Linked DNA regions of Mus musculus: all the other regions are linked to region 2. Evidence: chromatin contacts called from public HiChIP or PLAC-seq data. All regions are on one chromosome and are shown on one strand. The core of a region is the stretch at or near the end of the contact, and the rest is flanking DNA. Distances in the headings are between cores, read along the strand shown.

Region 1 (4,138 bases), core at 1,406-3,905, 520 kb before region 2:
CCAATAACTGCTTTCTGGGAAACTGACTTCCCTGGGAGTTTCCACTATCCATTTAGAGGGCTTCACACCAGTGAGGGAGGTTTCTTAGGGTTTCACCTACAAGCCCTCTGTTGATGCTTCACTCACACAGGCTGGCAGGGCTGGGGCTAAAGGGCTCCCCGGACCTAGGGAAGCTGAGAGTGAAGGACATTGCAGGAGAATGTGCCTCACATCCCGGAGCCTCTTTAAGTACCACCATCTCCTTCATCTGGGAGCCCAAGGACGAAAACAAATGAGAACATGGAGCTGTTTGGTTCTTGGGCTGGGAAGCAAGCCCTGACCTGGAGCACTAGAGTCCCGAGAAAGCCCTACCTCAGAGGTAAGGGGGCTGGGCAAAGCAGGGCAGGGGCAGCTTCCCCCTGTTGCTTGGAGGTACAGAGGTGCAGTGTGTGGAGACAGCAGGTAGGATGGGCAACAGCAGTGGGGCCCTCCTTGCCTTCTTCCCACAAGAGGGTGGATGAATGTGCTGGCCTCCCTGGCTTGGATCCTAAAACAAGTCCCAACAGCTGAGATGCAAACTGTCTGCTGGGAATCTGCCTACCCTGCTGGCCCTTGGCTGCCTCCTCCTCTCTCAAACCCTCCCCAAAGACCCAACTCAAAGACTGGCCCAGTCATGATGTCTCACCTTGATGGGTGGGCCGAACCTGAGCCAGCAGGAGTTCATACCCCAAGGCACCGGGGTGAGCAGAAAAGGCCTATTCACGGGCGGAACAAAGTTCTGTTTTTCTCAATCCAAAATGCTAACCCTAATAAACTGTAGCCCAGCAGTTTAGCTCTCTTAACAGAGCCAGCCTGCTGGAGGACCCTTCACCCCTCACCCCTCGAGTCACCACCTCTGTGCATGTTTGTGTGTGTGTGTGTGTGTGTGTGTGTGTGTGTGTGTATGTGTGTGTGTGTATGGGAGGTTTAGATCTTTCTGGTCCTACTGCTGAGCTCTGAAGATGAAGGAAACTATGCTCAATAGAAGCAAACCATCTTGCTCAAGGTCACAGCGCAGGCTGCAAGACCAGGGCCCAGGGCTCTTGACTCTGGCCATCCTGACAGCAACTCAGTGCACATACACGAATATTCTCTGCCATGTGGTGGAGTGCATCCCTTCTCTGAAGCCCGACTCTTCCAAAGGCTAGAGCTGGAGAATACTGTACAGCCAAAGACACCTTAGGTAGACCACAGGTGCTGGAAACAAAACCAAACAATCTATGTGGGAATACAAGGAACTCTGCTCACACACTAGGGATGGGTTTTAAAAATCTGAGAGCCAGGTTTTCAGGCCAGATTGGGAGGGGGGGGGGTCCTGTAAGATTGAAGAGGGTCTACAACAAAGCAATTGTACAATGCTCACTTCCCCTCAGAGGCCTGAGCACACAATAGTGAGAGACTCCTTCCCCATGGTTCCTCAAACCAGTCCTGATTGCCGGCCTCTGTCTCCAACCACTTCCTCTGGCTGACAATTGTGTTTAAGCAGGAGGGCCCACTGGAGAACGGGAGAGTTGGCGGAGAGGGAAATCAAAGATTGCCTCCAAACCTAAGGAAGCCTTCAAGCCTAAAACCTCCAGCTCCTGAGGAAGGCGGTCTTTAAAAAGCAGCTGTTGGGCAGGCTGGGTGGGTTCATGTGAGCCCTCTGGAAAACCAGGCTTAGGAGATGAAGGCCTTCTGTGCCCTTGGGACAGCGCCAAGGCTAGAGAGACAAGAGGGGCCTTCCGCCCAGGATATAAAAAGAGGGAGTTGGGGTCCCAACTGCCGCTCTCCTGGGCCTGCTAAACCAAGGGAATGTCAGGCACAAATAAATTCTCTGCATTCTTTTCAGCACCCCAGCCCAAACCCAGAAACCTTTTCAGTCGGGGCTGCCCTGTCCCTTACTCCAGCCCAACCCATCTCCTTCGCTCAGCCTCTATTCAGCATGCAGGTTGTCGGGTTCCCTTCTTCCCACAGCCCCTCAGAGCCTCAGCAGGGTGGTTCCCAAGACCCGGTCACTCCGCCTTTCCCCGCCTCCCCCACGCCCTACAGCCCCGGGCCACAGGGACTGGAAGGAGTGCGAAGGGGTGCCCCGGGCTGCAGTCTGCGCCTGCGCTTTGGGGAGAGCCCCCTCCCTCCGCAACCCAGCACCGCTAAACGCTACCGGGACCGTGGGATACGGGGAGGGTGGGATGCGCAGTGGGGGCAAGGTCAGTGCTTTCAAAGAGGGAGGGACACCCGCCACCGGAACATCCCCCCACTCCCGAAAGTTTCCCTTCCGGGGCCACCGAGTGTGCGCGAGGATGGCGCAGGGGGCGGGAGGGGGTGGGGTGGGGGGGTGGACAAAGTCACAACAGGACCCCTCCTGGGAGAGTGCAGCGCGAGGGACCGGCAGGCGTCGAGGTGTGGGCCGGAAGCCTCGCTCGCTGCCCCTTCCAGCCAAAGCTGCCACGAGAGCCTTTCACTCCACACTCCGCGGCCCCCACCCGGGGCGTGCGGCCCCCCACCTCTCAGCCCGTTAAATGCCAAACAGGCCTGAACTTACCGAAATCAGGTGCTGAGCTCGACTGGCTTGGTCCACAGGGTCCATGGCCGCATCTCGGGGGCGGGAGGGCGAGGGGGGTGCAGGAAAAGGGGGGTACCGGAGCCACCTCTTGATGTCAAGGCTTTAAAGGGGCCAATGAGCCCCGCCCCTCGCCCAGACCCCGCCTCCCTCCTCCCGCTCAGCCAATCCACGCTCAGCCTGGGTGCCTGCCCCTCCCAGCTCTATCCAGATGTTCCCAGGACGAGAGCTAAGTCTGCCCGGCCGGCGCGCGCCGCTTCCGCCCGAGTGGGCAGGGCCTCCCCTCCCCTCCCCCCTGCGGAGAAACACTCTTCCTCAGGCCGGAGCTGACCTGCAAAGCCTTCGCGGTGCTCCCGGTGCTCCTGGTGCTGGGGATCGGGATGCCAGGCCCGGCCGAGTGGGACTGGAGCCGGGGCATTTAGAACAGAGAAAACTAAGTAGGTTTGCGCGGGCCCACGGGCATGCGCGTCTGCTTCCGTGGGTCTGGGCGTGCACGTGTATGTGGTTGAGAGCGTGTTTGTAATTTGCTGCATACGTGTTAGGTGCAAATCTACAGGAAGAGGCTTGAGTGTCTCCTTGGCCTGAAATGCACCCGCCTCTCTTTTCCATCTCTAGGTCGGGGACCTCCCAGAAATCTGGAAACTGGAAGCGAGGAACAGGCACATGTGTAGAAAGCAGTGCTGGTTTAAGAAGCAAGGCAGACCCAGGCGTGGTTGCTCATGAGAAATCCTCGCACTTGTGAGGCAGAGGCAGGTAGATCTGTAGTGCAGAAAAAAGAGACTGTGGTTGGTTTTTAGCTACTTTCTGTCAGGGAAGAAGAAAGTACAGTCCAGTCACTTCACTAACCGGGAGGAAACAAGCTAACTCTTGCAGGCCTTTGCAACTTAAGAGCTCAGTACGGTTGTCCTTGGTCTGTTTGTTGTTACTGATTGGTTGAGACAGGATCTCTAACTCTGGCTAGCCAGGAACTCATGATATAGGCCTGGCTGACCTTGAACTTGTCATGATCCTATAGCTTCTGTCTCCATTTTGGTCCTTAAACACTTCCTTGCCCTTCGGTGGATACCTTATAATCCTCAGCTATATGCACTGTATTAACTGGCCTGGATGCGCACACAGGGGAATTCAGAGGTATCTTTGGACACTTTGTATATTTTATTAATATTGCTTCTCTCTTAGGTGTACAAATGAGACTTAAAGCAAAATTAGTCCAGTAAAAGAACGGGTGCCCTACAAGAATGTAGGGTGGTCAGGTTGGCTGGGATGCATTTAAGGGGTCCTCTCTGAAGAAGGCATTTTAGAGTGGGAGTCTAAAGATGGAGAACTTGAGTAGGACCCAGGCAGGAATAAAGACAAGTGATTGGCAAGAAGCTAATTACCAGAGTGGGATAGCAAGCAAATCCTCTTTTGTAGGGGGGGGGGGGCAATGCAAGAGGTTTTATCTGGAAAACAGAATGAGCATTTATATAAGGGAGTCATTTTGGATTAAACAACAACAACAGAAGAAGAAGAAGAAGAAGAAGAACAACAACAACAACAACAACAACAACAACAACAACAACAACCACCACCACCACCACC
Region 2 (4,007 bases), core at 79-2,578:
GCAGGAGGGAGCATATACATGCCTGCAGGCAAAGAGCCATATGTATAGAATGAAAATAAATTTTTAAGAAAGATAAAGAGGGCTGGGCATGGTGGCACACACCTTTAATCTCAGCACTCGGTGGGGGTGGGGGTGGGGGTGCACAGGCAGGCGGATTTCTGAGTTCTAGGCCAGCCAGGTCCACAAAGTGAGTTCTAGGACAGCCAAGATCTACACAGAGAAACCCTGTCTCAAAGTGGGGAAAAAAAAAAAAAAAAAAAACAAGAAAACAAGCAAGAGTTGATGAAATGAAAACATCACTTTAAGGTGTTGTTCCAGCATTCAGGTGGCAGATAGGTAGATCTCTGTGAGTTCAAGCCAGCCTGGTCTACAAAGTGAGTTCCGGGAACAACCTAGTCTACACAGAAACCCTGTCTCAAAAAAACGGAAACACACACACACACAAATATATATATGTAAATTTTTTATTTTTTTGTTTTTTTTGAGACAGAGTTTCTCTGTGTAGCCCTGGCTGTCCTGGAACTCCCTCTGTAGACCATGCTGGCCTTGAATTCAGAAATCCGCTTGCCTCTGCCTCCCAAGTACTGGGATTAAAGGCGTGTGCCACCACGCCCGGCTCATGTTTTTTTAAATTAAAAAAAAAAAAAGTGTTTGAAACTGGAGCAATAGAGACTGGTAGAGGAAGAATAACTCTAGTAAAAATAATTAAATATTTGTATACTATTTTATTTGACTATGAAAACATAATAAAGAAGAGATCTAGGCTAATTATTTTTAGTAGAGCATTAAGCATCACAGCGGAGCATCATTATGTTAATGAGACCTGATTCCGAGGGGCTTGGGCTAAAGTTTTATCAAAGTTGTAGCGAAAGGAATCTGACTGTTCCAGCACTCCTCCAACAATACATTCATAGGGTCTTAAGATTAACTTATGCAAAATGCTTAGTAAAGTACAAGCACTGAGTAGCTGAAGAGTATCTTAGCTCCCTCTTCAGCTTTTTTTTTTTTTTTTCTAATGAGGGGCGGGAGGAGCCAGTACGTCATCAGCAGGGGCGGGTGCACTCGGTCGCTTTTTAATCGGACCTAGGTTTTTAACCACGAATCTGCGCAAGGGTTAGCAGTGCGGTGTCAGCTTTTTGGTAGAAAGTACAAATGCTTTAGTGAGCGTTTTGCACAGCCCGGCGCGGCCTCCCGGGCGTCGACCCACACGCGACACGTACCACACACTTTCGCCTTCGCCGCCACAGACGAGCCTGCCGGAGCGAAGCACGCACAGGGGCGGGCAGGCCCTCCGCCCCCGGAAGCAGTTTTCCTCCAGAACCGGAAACAGTTGTTGCTTCCCGGGAGGAGGGACTGGGCGGGTCAGGGCGCAGCGGCTGACGGCGGGGGAGGAGCCGGGTCCACTGCCGGGTGGAGGGGCAAGGCGAGTGTCCTTATCCTACCGACCGGGGCCCGGGCCTGGGAGCCAGTTGGAGTCGCGGCAGCGTGAACGATCGGGCCGAGCGGAAGCAGACATGTTGCTCTTCGTTGAGGTGAGTGGCTCGGGTCGCCCGGTCGGGCTCTGAGAAGAGCCGGAGTGTTCGGGGCGCGGGCCGGTCCCACCGCCATGTGACTTTCCAGGCCGTCCACGCCGCGGAGCCCGACGAGAGGCTGACACAGCACCTGGGCCGTGCAGGCCGTGCAGCCCCGCTGTGCCCTCCGCAGGCCCGAGGAGCCTGTGTGGGTCGAGGCCCCCGGCGGCAGGGAAAGGGAAGGCGGCGCGTCGGGGGCTGGGCTGAGGTGGCGTGAGGAGCCGAGGGAGCCGAGGGTGTCCCATATGGAGCTCCTGAAGGAGGCGAGCGGGCGGGCGGGCGGCGGGGGCGGAGCCTGCGGAGAAAGGGCGATCAGGTGGGCGCGCTGGGGGTGAGCGAGGCCTCGCGGGGCCGCCTGGGACGGAGCGAGCAACATGTGGGAGCGCGGGAGAAGGGGAACTGCGGGCGCGGTGGGGTTTTGTCTCGCTAACTGGGGAGGGGCGTGTTGTTGTTGTTTTTTTTTTTTTTTAAGAGAGTAGAAAGCTCGCCCGCTCCCCCCACCTCCGGACCCCCCAAGCTGCACCAAAATTTTGTTGGGTTGCGTCCGCCGGCTCTGGAACGTTCGAGGGGGGTGCGGGGGGAGAAAGCGAGCTGGTGCGAACGGCGAAGCCCCACAGGGGTCGGAAGCCTTGAAAGGCACCGCTCTGACCTTTTGTAAAAGTTACTCGGGCTGCGGCTGCGTGGTGCGGGTTGATTCCGCGAACCTGTTCGGGGCCAGTTACAAGGAAAATTGCAAAGGAGGAGAGAAACTTAGGTGAAGCCGGGGTTTTGTGGTGGTGTTGGATCGGTGGAAATACCGTTTCTATTGGACCGTCTACCGTCCGCCTGTTTGAGATTTCAAGGTAGTGATTACCTGTCTTAGACAAATAATGAAGTTTAATTTCTCTCGTTTCTGCCCGGTTGTGTTGAGTGAGCATCAGCTGACTGCCTGGCAAATGCTTTGAGTAGATTCCAGATCATATTGTTCTTACATTGTGAAAACGTCAATCCAGCAAAGCTGCAACTTTGCAACTTGGCATTTGTTAACTATGCCCATAAAAAGAATCTTTTCATGAGAGACGGAATCACAGGTTGTATAATGGACTTGGAAGATGGGGCTAACTTAGGGGCAAAGAGTGTTCAGAGTGGTGGTGGGAGAATCTTAGGGTAGTCTGGCATAAAGTAAATAAGCAATTCTTATTTTTCATTGTGTATATTCGTTGTACTTGGTATTGTGTTACATAAGGACATTTTCACACAAACACGTGTATTGTATATTAAGCAAATAACTGCTTATATCTTCTATACTCATTTTCCCTCATTACTGATCTACCTTTCAGTTGATAAGTTTGGGATCCTAAAAATTAGGCGTTAAAGACGCTTAATTAATGTATGCTGAAGGTCAGTAGTATGTATTCATTTGGATATTTGAAACAGTCCACTAAAAATTTCGAACAGTGGACTCAATCTTTCTGTTTATTTTGTTGTTATTAATTTAAGTTCACCTTGGTTTTGAAAAGGACAAGAAATCAGGTTTTATTGTAAGCAGGGCTTAGTTTCCTTTTTAGGAATTACCATGCCGTGCAAATATTGTTCACCCCACCCCCGGAGACAGGGTTTTTTCTTTGTAGCCCTGGCTTACCTGGCACTCCTCTTTAGACCAGACTGGCCTCAAACCCAGAGATCTGACTGCCTCTGCTTCCTGAGCCCTGGGATAAAAGGCATATTTCCAAGTTTAGACATAGTATATGCCTTTACCTCCCAGAGTGCACCTCTACTCCTGGCTCTGCTAATGAATTATTATTGTATTTTCCACCAAACTACTATGTAAATTTAGTTAATATGCTCATTAGTCACTCAGTTCATCATTTTCTCATATGTAGTTTATTGAAAATTAATGTTTTGAAATATATTAAAACCAGTTAGAATTCAGGGGGGGGGGTGGTACACATCTTTAATTCCAGCACTTGGGAGGCAGAGGCAGGTTGGTTAGGCCATCCTGGTGAACAGATCCAATTCCAGGACAGCCAGGGCTACACAGAGAAACCATGTCTTGAAAAACCAACCAAAACAAAAAACCCTGATTTGTCTAACATATCAACAATTTTACAATATTTTGATAATGGTAATTGATTTACTTTGTGATCTTACACATTTCTTGCTTCTTTCTTTTTTTGTTTTTTGTTTTTTGAGACAGGGTTTCTTTGTATAGCCCTGGCTGTCCTGGAACTCACTTTTGTAGACCAGGCTGGCCTCAAACTCAGAAATCCCCCTGCCTTACTGGGATTTGAACTCAGGACCCTTGGAAGAGTAGTCAGTGCTCTTAACCTCTGAGTCATCTCTCCAGCCCTATAGGCAGTTCTTAAGAGTACCAAGTGCTGGACAACTGACATTCACATTAAAGTTTCTTTTAATTTATAGTACAGGTTTTTGTTGAGGGTGATGCTTGTATATTAC
Region 3 (4,376 bases), core at 1,592-4,091, 520 kb after region 2:
TATTCCATTAAAGGATGGGGACAGAGTGGCTGTGTAGCACAGCGGCTGCCTGTCATGCCTTCGACACCCTCTCTGGCTTCAATTCCCAGCACCGCAGAACAATGACAACGGACCATCTCATGGACAGCCTAGGGAAAACCCGAGACTCCACTGTCCTAGCTCTCTTCACCCACTCAAGATGTTAGCAAGACTTCCTGTAAAATCACCTGTTTTAATTGTTTCGAGTTTAGCTGCTAGCTCAGCCGCATGAAGGCCCAGCTTGTTTCCTGAGAAAGGTCTGGAACTCACATGGTCCTCGTGCTTCAGCCTCTCAAGTGTGTGCACCAAGTGCAGCCCCAATTCCTACTATCATCATCTCCTGGCAAACAGTGTAAGTTTGCTTTTCAACTCAGCCCTCTCTGGTGTGGGCCTGACTTGTTAAAAGACGTACGTAACATGAACGTCCCACCTAGTTCCATACCGCCTAGAAAAACTCTAATTCATCACTATAGTAACCACGAGAACAAGTTCCATATTTTTTTTTTATTCACATTAACATCATCTTAAACCCAAAGTAGAAACCAGTCATTCCCATTGGCTCAACTTCTCCCTTAACCATTGGTAAAAAGATCAATGCCTGAGTTCAAAAAGATACTGTAACCCTCACATGATGGTCTATACATGTAATCCCAGCACTTGTGTGCAGGAGGAGCAGGAGTTCAAGTTTGCAGCTAAGCAAGGCTACAAGAAACCCTGTCTCAACCCCCTCCTACCCCTCCAGTTTATTAAGTTTTATATCTAAGCACTGAAACAGACATAACCAGGGTGAGGCTAGAAACGAGAGTCAGAATACTTAGCTATCTAAATAAACATCTCAACAACAAATAATCTCTCTTTATACAAAAGCTTTTTCATATAACACATTCTGACTGACAACATGCCTTACAGTGTTTTCTGTTTCCAGCTGGACAATTCCCAAAGGGTCATATATAGTTCTCAGCTACAGAACATAGATGACATTAGGCTAGCACCAAATAAAACCAGCATGCATATTTCAGTACTCAGTCTAAGCTTTCTTCAGGCTGATAAGGGCTCAAACCTCAAATCCCAACTTATATAAGAATAGCAAAAATTGGGTGTGGCGAAGCAGGCCCAGTCCCAGCACTAAGGAGACAGAGTCAGGTGAATCTCTGTGAGTTCCAGGCCAGCCAGGGCTACACAGTGGATTCCAAGACAGACAGTGCTATGCAGAGGAGCACTGACCCCAAAATCATCAACAACAAACACAGTTCAGGGGAAACTCTGGACACAGAGAATTCTTGTAAAGCTTGGGTAATGTGAATCTTTTTCCTAAATGACTCCAAAACCCTAACACAGGGGACAATCTTTCCACCCAACTCAAACCCAATATTCTGCCAAAGGTCAAGGAACCTCTTATAGGACTGTGAAGACTACCAGACACTCTGGGGCAGCGAGGCTCCTGTTATACCGCAACACTGTAACACTTGAGTACGATGCCCTACCTTGTTCCCCCTTTCTAAGATACTGTGGGTGATTCGCAAATACTATCTTATGGCTCTACGTGTCCTTGCGATCCCCAAGATCGTGGAAGTGGGAAGACACTCGGTGTAAACCTCCTCCTTAAGCTAGGTATTTAAAGAAGGCCCCTTCCCTCCTCTACTCCCCAGGTTGTCCCCGTTTAGGTTAGAATTCGGCTTCCTACATTAAAGCCACATCCTAGAAGACACAGAGCTTTGTGAGAGACCTGGAACATGATGCCGCATTAACTCTCCTCGGAAGGATATCGCCATTTATAACTCTCCCACACACCAACACCCTGGTTTTGGATATCTGTAAAATTTAAAGCCACCAAAGAAAAGGAGAATGTGAATCGGCTGGGGTTCTAACCACGAAAACTGGAGGACACGGGGAACAGTGTCATCTCTTGGGGATAACTTCTAACCTTTCATACTGAAGAATGGTTTCTGTGTCACACTGTCACTCTCAACCCTTCTAAAAGGGTGAATCAAGACCATAGCACTCAAAGGATGGATGGCAGGCGGCTGCGTGTTTAGGCCTGCGAAAAGGATCAAGCTAGCACCCGGGACAAGTGATGCTCTCATTTTTGCACACAACGCCAGAAAAAATGGGAGACATCGGGAATCAGAGCAGAAGGGACATGCCAAGTCACCAGTTCCCCTCAGCACCGCTGAAGAACCCTTCCGCTCTCAACCCATGGATTCCCGCTAACCTTCCCGCTCATTTCCATCTTCTGCAGTCCCCACAGCCTTCCACATCCTCCTGCCTGCTACTCACAAATTCCCAACCACTCCTCCCACATTTTCCTCCAGGCCCCCTCCCCTTCCTTCACTTCCCTCCATCCTACATCACTGCCCACTCCATTCCGAACTCAGCCGTCAGCCGCAATCCAGCCGGCTTCCAAGCCGCCCATCCATCCCTCGAGCTAGCCTGCAGCCCGACCCGCGTCCCCGGCGCCCCTAGCTCTCACGCCTCTTCCCAGAGGCGCCTCGGCTCCCCGCCCCCCGCCTCCTTAGTCCGCACAGCTCGGCGCCGGAGCGCTGCTCCACGGCTGCCCGAGAACTGCTGCCAGGCAAGGACGAGGCGGACCCCTCCTCCCCGCACCCCAGGCCCATTACCGGCCCCGCCGCAGCCGCTTCTCCCGTCACGGTCTCCGCCGCCCCCGCTGCCTACTCAGCCCGTGTGCAAGGAGGGGAGACCGAGGCGTGCCGGCTCCCAGGCCCGTCGCGTGGCTCTCGGGGCTGCAGGGTGTGTGGGCCGGCCGGCAGGCGGCGGGGGTCGGGCGGCTCTGCACTCTGGCTCCCCGGGCAGCGAAGACCAGAACCGTCCCGGCTCCGGCTAACAATAGGCTCCGGCTGCAGCGCTCTGCCTCTTATAGGCGCCGGCGCGTCGCGGCCGAGGCCCGGGGCAGCCTGGGAAATGGAGTCTACACTTGGCCCACACCCAAGGCATGCCGGGAGTTGGAGGCGGCCAGTGCCCAAAAGCCCTCGCCCACCCTGGAACATTCGCGGCGGACCCCGGAGAGCGCCTGTAGGGCAGTTGCCCGCCTTGAAGCGGGAGGCTGCGGATCCTCGGCTACACTTCCTCGCACCAGAACCTCACCCCATGCCTGGGGAACGTGATTCTCACGGGGTTGTCCCATATGACTTGCTGCAGCTGGCCTAATTTATAAGAGAAATTATGAGCAATGACCTATCTATTTATATGATGGATCGATTTCAACATTTTTCCCACCCCAAACGGGGTCTCTCTACATGGCTCTGGCTGCCCTGGAACTCACACTATTCCAGGCTGGCCTCGAACTGAAGAGATCCACCTGCCTCTGCGTCCTGAATGCTGGATAACGGCGTGCGCCACTATACGGGCTGATTTCTTCACATTCTTAAATTTTTCTTTTCTTTTCTTTTTTTAATTATTGTCTCTGATAATCACAGTTTTGCAGTTCATCTTTAAAGTGGGCAAAATATGGACCAAAAAGTTATAGCTCTGGCTGTCCTGGAACTCACTTTGTAGACAAGGCTGGCCTCAAACTCAGAAATCTGCCTGCCTCTGCCTCCCAAGTGCTGGGATTAAAGGCGTGTGCCACCACGCCCGGCTTACCTTTACAATCTTATGCCAACCAGCCATACGTTGGTTCAGTTAGTAACTATTCAGGTCTTCATATTAGAGAGGTAATACATTACACACACACACACATACACACACACACACACACACACACACACACACACCGTTTGGTTTTGAACAGGGTCTTTTTAGCTCAAGATGGTTTTGAATTTGTTTATTTGAGACAGGGTTTCTCTGTGGCGTTGGCTGTCCTGGAACTCCCTCTGTAGACCAGGCTGGCCTTGAACCCCAAGATCTGCCTGCCTCCCATTTTAAAAGCCTGCTTTAGCTTCTTAAGTACTGGAATGAGAGCCATGATTTGAAATAACTGCTTCTTTTGGTCTCTTTATTTCCTTGGCATCACTACCACTTGTATTTGTTGTTTTTTAGTCTTCTGTCTTGACTGGATTCCATGGAACTTGAATTGAAGAGTTGTTTATTTATTGTATTCTCAATACCAGGTTTTTAAAATCTGGTTATTTGACATTTAGGAGCACAGTGAGTATTTATTGGCTAGGTGGATGCACGACAGGATTAAACTTTATGTAGGGTGTGTGTGTGTGTGTGTGTGTGTGTGTGTGTGCTATTCAAATCTTTTCATGAAAAAAGCGCCATAAGTTCTAAATCCCAGTACATTTTTGCATATGACCAGGAAAATATAAAGCCAGCGCGACTGGCTACAATGTTCTCTCACCTTTGGAGCTGAGACACTGAGCGGCTTTGAAAAAGTGCTATGAATTCCAGTTTTCTTC

Evidence for each region. HiChIP or PLAC-seq counts read pairs in DNA pulled down with a chosen protein or histone mark.
Region 1: an H3K27ac HiChIP or PLAC-seq map of microglia shows a contact between it and region 2, with 4 times the contacts expected there. The contact joins the promoter of Nckap5l here to the promoter of Larp4 in region 2. A contact is called at or near these places in 1 of 39 promoter capture datasets (the SN4741 cell line), 3 of 115 datasets of contacts at active chromatin or transcription factors (extraembryonic endoderm stem cells, microglia and stem cell-derived neural progenitor cells) and 1 of 9 other capture datasets (adipose tissue).
Region 3: an H3K4me3 HiChIP or PLAC-seq map of stem cell-derived neural progenitor cells shows a contact between it and region 2, with 6 times the contacts expected there. The contact joins the promoter of Csrnp2 here to the promoter of Larp4 in region 2. A contact is called at or near these places in 5 of 39 promoter capture datasets (the HPC-7 cell line, cranial neural crest, hematopoietic stem and progenitor cells and 2 more), 9 of 115 datasets of contacts at active chromatin or transcription factors (astrocytes, bone marrow-derived macrophages, cardiomyocytes and 5 more) and 1 of 9 other capture datasets (liver).

What each region holds. Positions count from the first base shown.
Region 1 is chr15:99,455,093-99,459,230 of GRCm38.p6, forward strand. It overlaps Nckap5l (NCK-associated protein 5-like), which reads right to left and starts at 2,656. Exons shown (of 13, transcript NM_001001884.1): 1 at 2,540-2,656.
Region 2 is chr15:99,971,452-99,975,458 of GRCm38.p6, forward strand. Larp4 (La ribonucleoprotein domain family, member 4) reads left to right here and starts at 1,329. Exons shown (of 16, transcript NM_001024526.2): 1 at 1,329-1,532. The coding sequence starts at 1,515. 2310068J16Rik (RIKEN cDNA 2310068J16 gene) reads right to left here and starts at 1,836. Exons shown (of 1, transcript NR_028124.1): 1 at 716-1,836.
Region 3 is chr15:100,492,398-100,496,773 of GRCm38.p6, forward strand. It overlaps Csrnp2 (cysteine-serine-rich nuclear protein 2), which reads right to left and starts at 2,842. Exons shown (of 5, transcript NM_153407.2): 1 at 2,637-2,842.